Regions from separate parts of the Mus musculus genome. Here region 1 is linked to region 2. Evidence: chromatin contacts called from public HiChIP or PLAC-seq data. All regions are on one chromosome and are shown on one strand. Each heading gives the region's core, a stretch centred on a gene start, on an enhancer-like site or on the middle of the called end of the contact. The rest is flanking DNA. Distances are from core to core; before and after follow the strand shown.

Evidence for each region. HiChIP or PLAC-seq counts read pairs in DNA pulled down with a chosen protein or histone mark.
Region 1: a contact with region 2 is called in an H3K27ac HiChIP or PLAC-seq map of embryonic stem cells, with 2.8 times the contacts expected there. The contact joins two enhancer-like sites. A contact is called at or near these places in 5 of 115 datasets of contacts at active chromatin or transcription factors (embryonic stem cells, epiblast stem cells, pancreatic cancer cells and 1 more).

The regions. Positions count from the first base shown.
Region 1 is chr1:88,603,340-88,609,630 of GRCm38.p6, reverse strand. No RefSeq gene overlaps it. Among named protein-coding and RNA genes, the nearest start is that of Gm41912, 37 kb to the right of the region's middle. Within about 2 kb of position 3,785, at least 31 of the 459 cell types and tissues checked have an H3K27ac peak or open chromatin away from gene starts, as enhancers often do. A contact at or near this core is called in embryonic stem cells, where this site is marked.
Region 2 is chr1:89,106,021-89,111,960 of GRCm38.p6, reverse strand. Sh3bp4 (SH3-domain binding protein 4) reads right to left here. Exons shown (of 6, transcript NM_133816.3): 2 at 4,625-4,703. Among named protein-coding and RNA genes, the nearest start is that of Gm34331, 5.4 kb to the right of the region's middle. Within about 2 kb of position 2,025, at least 143 of the 459 cell types and tissues checked have an H3K27ac peak or open chromatin away from gene starts, as enhancers often do. A contact at or near this core is called in embryonic stem cells, where this site is marked.

The sequences.
Region 1 (6,291 bases), core at 2,536-5,035, 500 kb after region 2:
TGGGTGTGTTGTTCTCAATTCTAAGAAGGGGCAAAGTGTCCACACTTTGGTCTTCGTTCTTCTTACGTTTCATGTGTTTTGCAAATTGTATCTTGGGTATTTCAATGGAGGAGCTAGAGAAAGTACCCAAGGAGCTAAAGGGGTCTGCAACCCTATAGGTGGAACAACATTATGAACTAACCATTACTCCCAGAGCTCTTGTCTCTAGCTGCATACGTAGCAGAAGATGGCCTAGACAGCCATCACTGGGAAGAGAGGCCCCTTGGTCTTGCAAAATTTATATGCCCCAGTACAGTGGAATGCCAGGGCCAAGAAGTGGGAGTGGGTGGGCAGGGTATGGGGGGACTTTTGGGATAGCATTTGAAATGTAAATGAAGAAAATACTAATAAAAAATGGGAAAAAATAAACGGGTCTTCTTTATAAATTCCGCAGTCTATGCTATTCTAACAGGAAACAGACTGTGATGTAAAATAAGCATTTGGACTTTTCGGGGCAGGTAGTACGACTAGAACATCTCTTTCCCTAGGTAGGTTGTTAAGGTTTTGTCTTTTACTGTGTATTGTAATGCTAAGCTCAGGGGTGGGGGTGGGGCAAACGCTGGAGTTTGCACTTAGCCTCTGTGATACTGCCTCAAGTTAATTTTGATTGGTGGATAAAGACACTGGCAGCCAGTAGCTGGGCAGAAGAGAGATAGGCAGGGTTGAATTTTCAGGCTTGGGTCCGAGGGAGAACCGTGAGAAGAAAAAGACGCCACTATGGGATAGAAGAAGAATGTAGGGGAGAGGAGAAAGGAGAGCAGCCATGGGCCGAGGGACAAGAGAACATGGCCCACAGGGCTGCCCAATTAGAGCGAAGAGCAGCCCAGATGAAACATAGCAAGAGATAATGGGGTTACGGATAGAAAGTAGATTCTAACAACATGGAGGGCAGGTAGGTGCCCAGCTATTGTGCTGCTTAAGACATATTTTAAAAGGTAAAGGCTATGCGTATGTCTTTCATCCGAAAACATAAGTGGTCTAAGGCAGGAAGAAACCCCCACTCCGGGATTTTTTTAAATATTCATTACTACAGTAGGTCATAGAAACTCTCCATTCCCGACCTCTCTACACCTCCCATCTGGCTGCTATCACTACCTCCTTACGTACTCCCCACCCCCACACATCTTGGAGCTGAGCTTAAGGAATTTCTCTCAGCATAAATTATGTCAACAGAACCTCCTCATTCCAGAGGGTCCTGCCCCACACCCCGGTGGAAGAATGCCACCCAGAGACTGAGAAGAATCTGAACCAACTGGCTTTGCTGGGATCCGCACCCAGCTCAGTAGAGACAATGGCTGTGCATTGAAGTCTCCAGGAAAGGGCTCGAGGACAGGGGGTTCTGAGAGCCTTCGAACTGGCTCTGTGCACCCCAGGAGTCTCTGAATTCAGAAGCAAGGGAATCTCTGAGGCCTGTGAACCATCCAACTATGTTAGTTGGGTCCGGGGAGAGTGAAGGGAACTCATTTTGCAGCCACTGGGTAGAAAGAGCAGGTAGAAATAGCATGGCCCTGCATGGCTTTGAGATGAGGGACAATGTTGGGGACAACCAACACCTGCACCAACACCCCCATCCCACCCCCAAGAGGGCTCTGCTTATTCTGCTGGGAATGACATGTGACAGGACTTTTTTTTTTAAAAGGAAAAACAACAACAATAACTTGGTCTGTGCCTATTGCATAGTTTTCTTAAGCTCACATGTTGGTTGAGGAATTGGTATGGTTTGGATAAATGTTCTCCAAGCCCCATGTGTTAAATGAAGGCTTGGTCCCAGTCTGTGTTTAGGAGATGGCAGAATGAGAGGTTTTTTCTTTTTAGACCATTGGGGTTATGACCTCAAAAGAGACAGCAGGTCCCTGGTCCCTTCCTTTCTTTCTCTTTTGCTTTCAGGACACATGGAGTTAGCCACATACTCTCAACAATGTGGTTTTGACATACTACAGGCCCCCAAACATATACTGGTCAACCATTGAAGTCTCCAGAAATGTTGAGCCTAACTGACCCTTTCTCCTTATAAGTTGGTTGTTCCTGGAGTCTTGACAATAGCGGAAAGCTAAAATAAGAACACGTGTATTTATAAACCACAGTAAAGGAATGTTCTGTCTCAAAGTTGGGCCCTACAATGTGTCCCAAGCTGGTCTTGAACTCACAGCAGTCCTGCCTCAATCCCTTCAAGGCTGGACTTACAGCTATGAGATATTATATCTGGCCAAATGAAAAACAACTTTATTGGATAGTTCTGTATTCCGGGGAACCTCATGAGAGTGTCAATACTCTACTCCACTGTTCATCACGGAGGTGGGCATTCAGGGCCTTCTTTTGTTGTTATTTCACACACCACACACACACACACACACACACACACACACACACACACACACCTCTTTTCTGAGTTAGCCAGTTCCAGTTCAGAATTTCCTGAGTGACTGAGTTGCTAGTCTGTATAACTGGGAATAGGTGGGTGGCCTTGACCAGTTTGGGCTGTCCCCATGATTTCCTTCTGTCCGGCATGTCGTGGGCATGTGACCCCCTGGCTTCACCTGGCTTGTTAGGCTGTAATTATGACTGAGCATGTGGTAGAGGAACTGCTTCTGGGGTCCATCACATTCCCTTGCTCAGCAGATAGATCCTTCCATGCAACTCTGAAGAAAGAGCAATTTCCTCACTAACATACCTGCACAGTCTCTGTCTGAAGTCAGGGTATTGTGACAAGCTCCTGGGATTTCCTTCACATAAGGCATAAAGTTATCACAGGTTGATAAGGAAAGCCCTGGGCATAGGTATGAAGGCAGAAAAGACAGAAGGACAGATGCTGGAGGCTACAGTCCATCTGGCCTAGGGCATCCATGAAGAATGTAGAAGAATATCTTCCTTCCTGTCCCTCATGTTGGTATTGAACCCTTTCATTTAAGAGGGGGTGGAGGCTAAACTGGGTATGGCAATGCAAACCTCTAATTCCAGCACTGGAAAGTTGAGGCAGTGGGACCACGAGTTCCAGCCTGTTGTGAGATCCTGTCTCAAAACCACAAACAAAACAGAAGCTAAGTGCTCCTGGATTGCTGCTCCTGAGAGTGTTTCGCCCAAGAGAGGGAAGTCCTTTGGGGATGAGGGAAAGGGACAGTGTCCAAGTGACTAAGCTGTCCTGTGGAAACTTCTTATATCCATGCTGCCCCAGATGTGATGCTTGTGGCTTCATCTGAGGACAGGCCCAGGGAGTCATCAACTGTCTCACACACTGTGCCCTGTGCAAACCTAGGACACACTGCTCTCCCTTCCTCCCTCCCTCCCCTAGCCTTATCCAAATTCCATCTCATCAACAGACAGCTGTCTTGAGTCTGTACATAACAATCTAAAAGCAGGAGCTGCTGAGGCAGGTCCTGAGATCTGAAAAAGCTCTCCAGCCATTAGCAGGTAGGTGAGGCAGGAAGCTTCGTTCTCTCAAGGGAAAGCAGGAAGAAATGGTGGTGGAGGAAGATCTGTTGTGTCCGGCCAGCAGCTCACATGTCTGGGTTCTAGTCTGGAAAGGCATCTTGGAAACATGGAAGAGAAGGGGGGAGGGGGGCTAGGCGGCGCGAGAGAAAGATGCAGCTAAGACAGTCATTCTGATCAAAGCTCAATTTTACTATTTCGACACTCAGTTATGAAGGAGGGGAGGGGCCCCGATTCCCGCCAAATCATCTTGGAGTCAGGTTGCAGGTGAACACGTGAATGGCTCCAGAACAGCAAGGCCGGAGGCTCTGCAGTGGGGTGGCAGAACCATAGGACAGCAAGCTCCGCCCCAGTGCTCACTAACTCTGAAACCTGAGCAAACAGGTTTCAGGCTGGGGAGGGGAGGTTACAAAGATCCGTAGTAGCTCCCTGGTAACTCAGCGGGGAGAGCCCGTAATCCCATGCCAGTGGGCCACTCTGGGAAGTGGAACACTTCTTCATGGGAGTGTGATGTCATGGTGACTGAGTGCCTAAGGTTTTGTGCTAATCAAATGTAACCAGCAAAGACAATTGCAGCAATATAACAGAGTTGGTAGGGATGGGTGGATGGTTGTACTTGATAGTTTTGTGTCAACTTGACACAGGCTGGAGTTATCATAGAGAAAGGAGCTTCAGTTGGGGAAATGCCTCCATGAGATCCAACTGTAAGGCATTTTCTCAATTAGTGATCAAGGGGGAAGGGCCCCTGGTGGGTGGGACCATCTCTGGCCTGGTAGTCTTGGGCTCTATAAGAATGCAGGCTGAGCAAGCCAGGGGAAGCAAGCCAGTAAGTAACATCCCTCCATGGCCTCTGCATCAGCTCCTGCTTCCTGACCTGCTTGAGTTCCAGTCCTGACATCCTTTGGTGATCAACAGCAATGTGGGAAGTGTAAGCTGAATAAAACTTTTCCTCCCCAATTTGCTTCTTGGTCATGACATTTTGTGCAGGAATAGAAACCCTGACTAAGACAAATGGTAGAAGGCATTTTTCTTTGTTCTTTTTGTAATTTTCTTTTGATTGCAAAGAGGAATCCTGAGTACCTCTTCGAGTTGGAAAGGGTCACAACCTGGTTAGGGATTACATTCATGAACTTGAAATCTTTCTGGGGTCCGTGTGCACAGAAAACTCTAACTCCACTCCCATCCTCTGTGTCTATGCAGCCTGCTCTTTCCCTGCTGAGAAAGCATTTTCCATATGGGACCTTGAACCTTCTAGAACAGCGGTTCTCACCCTGTGGGTCATGACCCCTTTGGCAAAACTCTCTATCTCCAAAAATATTTACAGTACTCTTTATAACAGCTGCAAAGTTATAGTAATGAAGTAGCGATGAAAATAATTTTTTGGCTGAGGGTCACCACAACATGAGGAGCTGCATTAAGGGGCCACAGCATTGGGAAGGTTGAGAACCACTGTGGTAGAAGTGGTTGGACCTAAAGCAAGAGAACACAAGAGCACATGTATATGAATGTTTTATTCTGAAATGAATGGAGGTATAGTTTTATCTGGTATTTTCCTCCATTGCCATAGTCTGCAGAAGGTTAAACAAATTAAGCATAAACCAAGAGGGGGACATTATAAAATTGTTGTTTTCCAAACATGGCTCATAATCATGCTTTGTGAGTCAAACCCCCACACCCCCACAACTGGACTATTGGGGGTTGACACAGGTTAGTCTGCCATCCATCTCACTTTCTCTGCATCCCTCAGGTTGTTTGGGAGTATTGCAGGTGGATGAGGGCACTCCACCTCTGGCAGACAGACACATCTCATGCTCAGTTCGAGTAATGGAACAAGAAGAGGCTTGTGGTTCAAGATAGGATGGCAAATACATCTCACAGATACCAGGAAACAGTGCAGAGAAAATGGTCTCCCACACTGGGCCAGGGAGATGGCTCAGCTCAGTCAGTGAAGAATGTGATATGCAAGTGTGAAGACCCTAGTCAACACCAGAATCCACAGGAATAAAACCAAAGAGTGACAGACTAGTGTGGTAGCATGCTTGCTTGTGACCTAGGGCTGGGGAAGCAGAGACAGGTGGGTCCCCAAGACTCACTAGCCAGCCAACCTAGCAAAATGGGCAAAGTTTAAGTAAAAGTTGAAGACCCTGCTTCAGAAAACAGTGTGGAAAAGGACTGGAGAGAAGGCTCTGGCAGAAGAGCATAGTTCAGTATCTAGCACCATATCAGGAGGGTCACAACCATCAGTAACTCCAGCTCTAGGGAACCTAATGCCTTTGGCTTCGAAGGGTACCTACACACACACACACACACACACACACACACACACACACATACACACACACTTGAAAATAAAAAATTGGGGGCTGGAGAGATGGCTCAGCAGTTAAGAGCACTGTCTGCTCTTCCAGAGGTCCTGAGCAATCACATGGTGGCTCACAACCATCTGTAATGGGATCTGATGCCCCCTTCTGGTGTGTCTGTACAATGTACTCATGTACATAAAATAATTAAATAATTTTTAAAAAAGATGCTTGCCACACAAGCATAAGAACTTAAGTTAAAAAAAGAAGAAGAGGGGCTGGTGAGATGGCTCAGCAGGTAAGAGCACCCGACTGCTCTTCCAAAGGTCCTTAGTTCAAATCCCAGCAACCACATGGTGGCTCACAACCATCCCTAACAAGATCTGACTCCCTCTTCTGGTGTGTCAGAAGACAGCTACAGTGTACTTACATATAATAAATAAATAAATCTTTAAAAAAAAAAAGAAGAAGAAAAGAAAAAACTTGAGCTGGAGAGGTGGTTCAGCGGTTAAGAGTACTGGTTGTT
Region 2 (5,940 bases), core at 776-3,275:
TCCAGTCTCCTTACTAGAGCTCCTTCATCCAGGAATCCATACACTGCAGACACACATGGCGTTCTCAGAGAATGAGAATGTCAATGAAAATTATGTCAGGGGCTAGACAGCGCATAGGAACCCATTAGACCCAAGCTTAGTTCCCAACACACAGGCTAGGCAGCTCATAATCTCTTGTAGCTTCAGCTCCATGGGGGACCCAACACCCTCTTCTGTAATCCAAGGGCACCTTTCTGTACTCAGGCTTGTACATATCCAAACATACGTAAAAGTGAAACAAATCTTAAAAAAAAAAAAACCAAAACAAAACGGGCAAGCATTTGCCCTGTGTGGGGTACTGGGAGTCACACAGGGCTGCAGTGGAGTACGCTGGAGGATGTAGGTCATAGTCAATGCGGCACGGAGGTTCACACTGGATAGTCTGAAGGGGTCCTGGGTCTCATCGCCCACCCCGTGGCTCCCAGGTGAGCTGTGCACCCCATCCCATTCATGTGCTGCTCCTAAGAGCCAGTCTGCTCCATCTGCTCTAAACACTGAGCAGACAGGGAACTCTGGGCACAGGGCCTGGGAATGAAGTGTCTCTCAATGGACTGGAAGGGTCTCCCATGTCCAAGTATATTTCATCAAGACATTCTAAGGCCCTTAATATAAACAACACTGGAATTTTTCTTCCTCTACAGCCCAACAGCTGCCCCCCCCCCCAGCCTCAAGTATGATTAGAATGTCTTCCCTGTCCCCAGGGCACACCTGCTTGAAAAGGCTGTCACATGGGCGGCCTCTTATAAACAGTAAGTAGGCTTAGGTTCCTTTCCTGTCTCCCCCCACCCCAGTCCCCCACTCCACCCCCACTGATCTTGCCCACCTTCAGCTGAAGTCCTTTACTGACTGAAGATGCACAGATTTTGTGGCTGTCTCAAGGCAGAGGTTTTGGAAGACACCAAGAACAACCTCCCGTAGCCACTGCTGGCCTCAGGCCTCCTTGATCACCTGCCAGAAACTGTGAGGTCACACCTGACCCCCAGAGAGGCCCACAGGCACCCAAGGGAGAGACTTGGCACTTGAATGTCAGATGGAGATGGTCTGAGCCGGCTGAGGGTTTCATGCTGGCCGGGCTATGGGCATTAATTACTTTGACTCTGTCTGGGAGCCACTATCTCCTGCTCTATGTCCTGATCCTAACCCACAGCTCAAGAGTGAGCCCATGACTTTGTCCCATAATGCCACACCTCCTAAGGGTCCTATCACCCCTCAGTGGTACCCCAGGCTGATAGTCAAGCCTTCAACACATGGGGCTCTAAGGGGCATTCAAGATACAAGGTACATAACACAAGCTCAAAATTTGTTAGTGACTCTCCACGATGCATAAACTGGTTTTCTAAAGAAAAAGTCGATAGGCAAGCCACCATACATTGATAGAACCCTCCTTTTAGACCATTTAATTTCTTAATTGTATATTTGACATTTAAAGACATTTACCATCCCAATATTAACTTCACCTGTTAATTTCTACTCTGTGGCTCCTTGTGGTTCTCCAAACAGGTCCGTGATGGGATCAGGGATGTGGCACATGCCCAATGACTCCTGTGGCCTCCCAGGTACAGACTAAGAAGTGAGTTAAGGTACCCTGGAGGGCACACAAACCCGGTGGAATTCTAGGCCTGGGCTTTTCTATTTCACACTAACCCCCTGAGCTAAGCCGGAATGAGGCCCTCTCAGAGGCCTATTTTCTCATCTGTAAAATGGGCAGGGAACACAGAGAGCCCTGGGGCCTAAGAAAATTCAAAAGGAGCAGGTGATCATCAAAGCTGCAGGGGACTCTGAGCCACACGCTGGTGTGGAGCTGGTGTGGACCGTAGAGGGGGATGACGTAGTGGGAGAGGACAGGACACACCGGACAGACAGAGAGCTCAGGCTCTCCATGACCTCAGGCTCCCTGCTTGTTCTTACCTGCTGGGCTGAGCTCTGAACTGTCTCAGGTTAGAGAGCACGAGTTAGACAGACTCCCTGGTAGACAGACTAGAGGGAGGGGGAGCGCATGGCTAGGTAATAAAGGTGTCGAATTTCAAGAGGAGGGTTCCTCACCTCCCCACTCCAGACTTGAGACAAAAGCCTGGTAGCCTAAAATAAAAGTCCTGGAGGCTTTGGTCTCCCTTCCCTGCTGAAGGTCCACCTCAGCAAATTCAAGGCTAGGTCAGGACAGGTCACATAACAGTTGTGGGCCCACCAACATTCATCATACCTGTCTTCAAACTAACTAACCCTAAATTAGGGGAGAGAAAACTTCAGACAGACAGACAGACAGACAGACACACACACACACACACACACACACACACACACACACACACACACACACAGCCCTAAAGAGACTGATATCCCTTTGCAGGCATAAAGACATGCGGCTTTACAGACAGAGGGCCTTTTCTCTGTGTGCCTGCTGCATGCCTGTGTTTCTAACCTCATAAAACCCTTCCTTCAACTGCTGACTCTCCCTGCTCCTGTTTGCAGTGTTTCTACAATTTCTACAATGTTACCTGTGGTGCTTAAGACTTTTCCCGCCTTTTAACGAACCTATCAAGCAAGACCCCTATCTATCTATCACAGGTACACGGGCTGGTCACACTGGCCTCAAAGATGACTTGAACACTGCCCCCATCACTTTGAGCAGCAATATGCATGGTCATAGGGCAAAAGATTTTCAACTGGAACCAACTGGGGTCAGGAGCAGGCTAAGCTTTTGCACCTTATATAGCAGGTGTTCTAAGTAAACAACAGAAATGGCAGCGCAGCACTTTGGGCATCGAAACGCTGGGCAGCTCTCTATCACAATGACCTCTGAGCCAATCAGGCTATGAATATAAACACTGAGAACATGGGACAGTTGTTTTCCTGGGACAAAAATCACAGGAACTGACCACTATGTATCACAGCCACCAAGTGTTGGGCTTTCTGAGTGCTGTGATGACTGACGGGGAGTCCCTGAACTGCACCCAAAGATATATCATCTCGGGGTAAGCACCCTTTGCCTACCTCAGCACACTGGGTTCTCAGGTAGGAGACACCAAGGCCCACTGGCTCGCCTGAGATGACAGAGTCACCCCAGGGCACCTCCTATTTCCTCTTCCCTAACATCTCGCTGGCCCTGTGCATCTGGCAGAGCGCCAGAAAAAGCAAACCACACAAATACCACCCAGGAAAGTGCTGGGGCCAAAGAGCAGTCGCACCCTTTAGTCTCCTCCAACACAGATCAGAATAGGGCCTGCTCAACCAGCCTCGACCCGAATAACCAAGAGCAGTAAGGCTGAAGAGGGAGAGCAGAAGCAGCCCCCTGCCCCATTTCCTGTTGCACAACCCTCTGGAAACCACTGTGTTCACCCAGAGAGAATCAAGCCACAGCCACCCATAGTAAATTCAGAGCCCTTCCCCCCCCAAGCCCCCAATGCCAGGCCAAAAGAATGTGTGGAATGTGGATGGCTCTCAGCTTGTTTCCACAACCCAAACACATCACCATCCACAGGGCAAGGAACTGCACTTATAAGGAAAAGGCCTGCTGCTGGCCACTTCCTGGGCATTAAACCCCCAGACCTCAGGAGCCTGAACACTGACCCCAGCCAGGGCTGACAGCTCCTGCATACTTTGTGGTATCCCAGGACACCCAGGCACTCTCCCTACCCTAGTGCACATGTGGACTCGAACACAGACAAGACAAAAAAGATCAGCAGAGACGTAGAAACAAATACCAAGGAGCTTTCTTGGCTTCACAGAGGGCACCGTGGATTTAAAGAAAATGCCTGAACAACTCTTGTAGCCAGCAGTGGGCTTTATGAAAGTGCATATATGTTCCAGAATGGAAGATGACATGACCCAGCAGCTGGTCCTCAAATTGCTTTTGCAGCCTCCAGAGCAGGCACTCTGCACTCAGAGGTAGTAGCCAGAAAGACACAAGGTGCCGCCATGTCATGTGTAAATTCCTCCTCCACTGACTTTACTGGGGACAGTGACAGTCCTACCAGCAGTCAGATGGGAAAGATCAGAAACAAATCCAAGAACACAACACCATGTACCCACTAATCCTCTTCAGCCCTTCCTCCCGACACTCCTGGAAAGGGTGTGTGCGTGTGTGTGATCTCGAACCTCAGGGCCAATGGAACCAACTGCTCATCACTGGACTTGAGAAACTCATGTTAAAATAACAGCTCCTTTGTGCAAAGGCAGGACAGGCCACTGGCCCTGCCCCATGCTGTCACCAGAGACAGCAAGCTGCTGGGCTGGTTTGTCCATAGGACATGAATGGGAATTCTCAGAAAATAAACAGGAACGTGGCCATCCCGGAAACACACAGGTGCCAGCCTCAGGCAACTGACCTTTGCCGGCAGGGCTCACTGAACTGGAGAAGATGAAGGGGGGGTGGGTAATAAGGGAGGTGCTGGTGATACCTGTGAAAGGACACATCACCGGAAACTTCTGAAAGTTATTTCCCCTTGCTTCTGTGAATCTCTGTGTGCTGGAAGCCTTCCTCCTCTCTAACCCTGATATGCATTCACTGGCCTGTGCATCTCAGGCACCAAATGCTGCCCTACTGGGTAGAGGTTAAAGGGATCAACCTTATTAAGGGCCTGCTTACCTGCTGGGGGATGTTGGCCTCTTGATGTCAGAGGAAAAACTCCAAGACTCCACCTTCCATCCTCGAGAAGAGGGATGCCCTAGGAGACAGAAAGGGCAAGTGTGAGAAGATTCTGAGAGTCGACTCTGTTGTAAGTCTTTGCAGAGGTGGGGGTAGAGATAGACAGTTAGGCAGCAGATCCGTCACTGCAGGCCTCCCAGGCCTGCGCTGCTGGAAGGACACAGCAACCATCTCTGGGCTACCTCTGCTCCAGCCACTGGTTATTCTGCTCCAGCCACTGGTTATTATAGAGCAGCAGCCAAACCCAGGTAGATTCCAGCCCAATGGAGCAGGTGTGACACACCTCAGGTATCTCTGTGACACAGTGAGACAGCCACAGAATGACCACCAGCAAGGGCAGAGTTGATCACCATACACCATGTAAGATATGGTGGGGCTAAAGGCTTGAGTTCCCGACGCCATCTACCACACGTCAACTTTCAAGAACTGGGGTGCTTGTACGGCTGTGCACATTTATAGGAAAGCTGCTCTGGGCAGCGTAGGAGGAGAAGGGTCCATTCTGAGCACCTCCCTACCTCAAATGCCACTCTACACGTAACAGCTGTCACACACGCAGACCCATATCCGTGCCCCATACCTTCACAAACCAACCTCTGTGTCCCTGTCCCTGCATCTACGTCACGCACACCCACAGGGCTTCACCTCTGGTTCGATGGAAATACGAATCCCAGATGTACCGAAAGGTGGAAAGTAAAGAAAGCTGTCCTACCAAAGCACCCCAGCAAATGCCACTCGAGGAAACAAATGGGCCTTGTAAACACAGAGGCAGAGTTTGGCATCGTGGGCATCAGCAAAACATCACTCAGCTTAACGTATGTCACCTGAGAGGCTAGGACAACGTAAGGAGAAATGTTCATGAACAAGACAGACCTCAATCCCAAAGGACACCAAGGGTAAGGACCATTCCGGGTACTATGGTCTGTTCAGCTGTTTGGCTTGTTGGAGAAGGGCCAGCTTTCTGAAGTCAAAAGACTCCGAAGTATTGGGTAAGCCCTGTCAGAGCACTTATAGGACTTCACAGTCAGAAAGCTCATGTCAAAAGGGGGTAAGAGACCCTGAGCACAGAAAACCAGGCTGACGCAGAGGTGTCCCACTAACCACCTGCCATCCCAGTACTGGGGAATGGGAGGGAGAGGTGGCTGGGGGTTACTATGCTGGGATGCCCAGCACACAGAACAGTGGGCATTGTTCATGTCTATTCCTCCTGCTCTAATTCTCTGGAAACCCAAGGTCTCTGCACAATGAAAGAAAGGGTA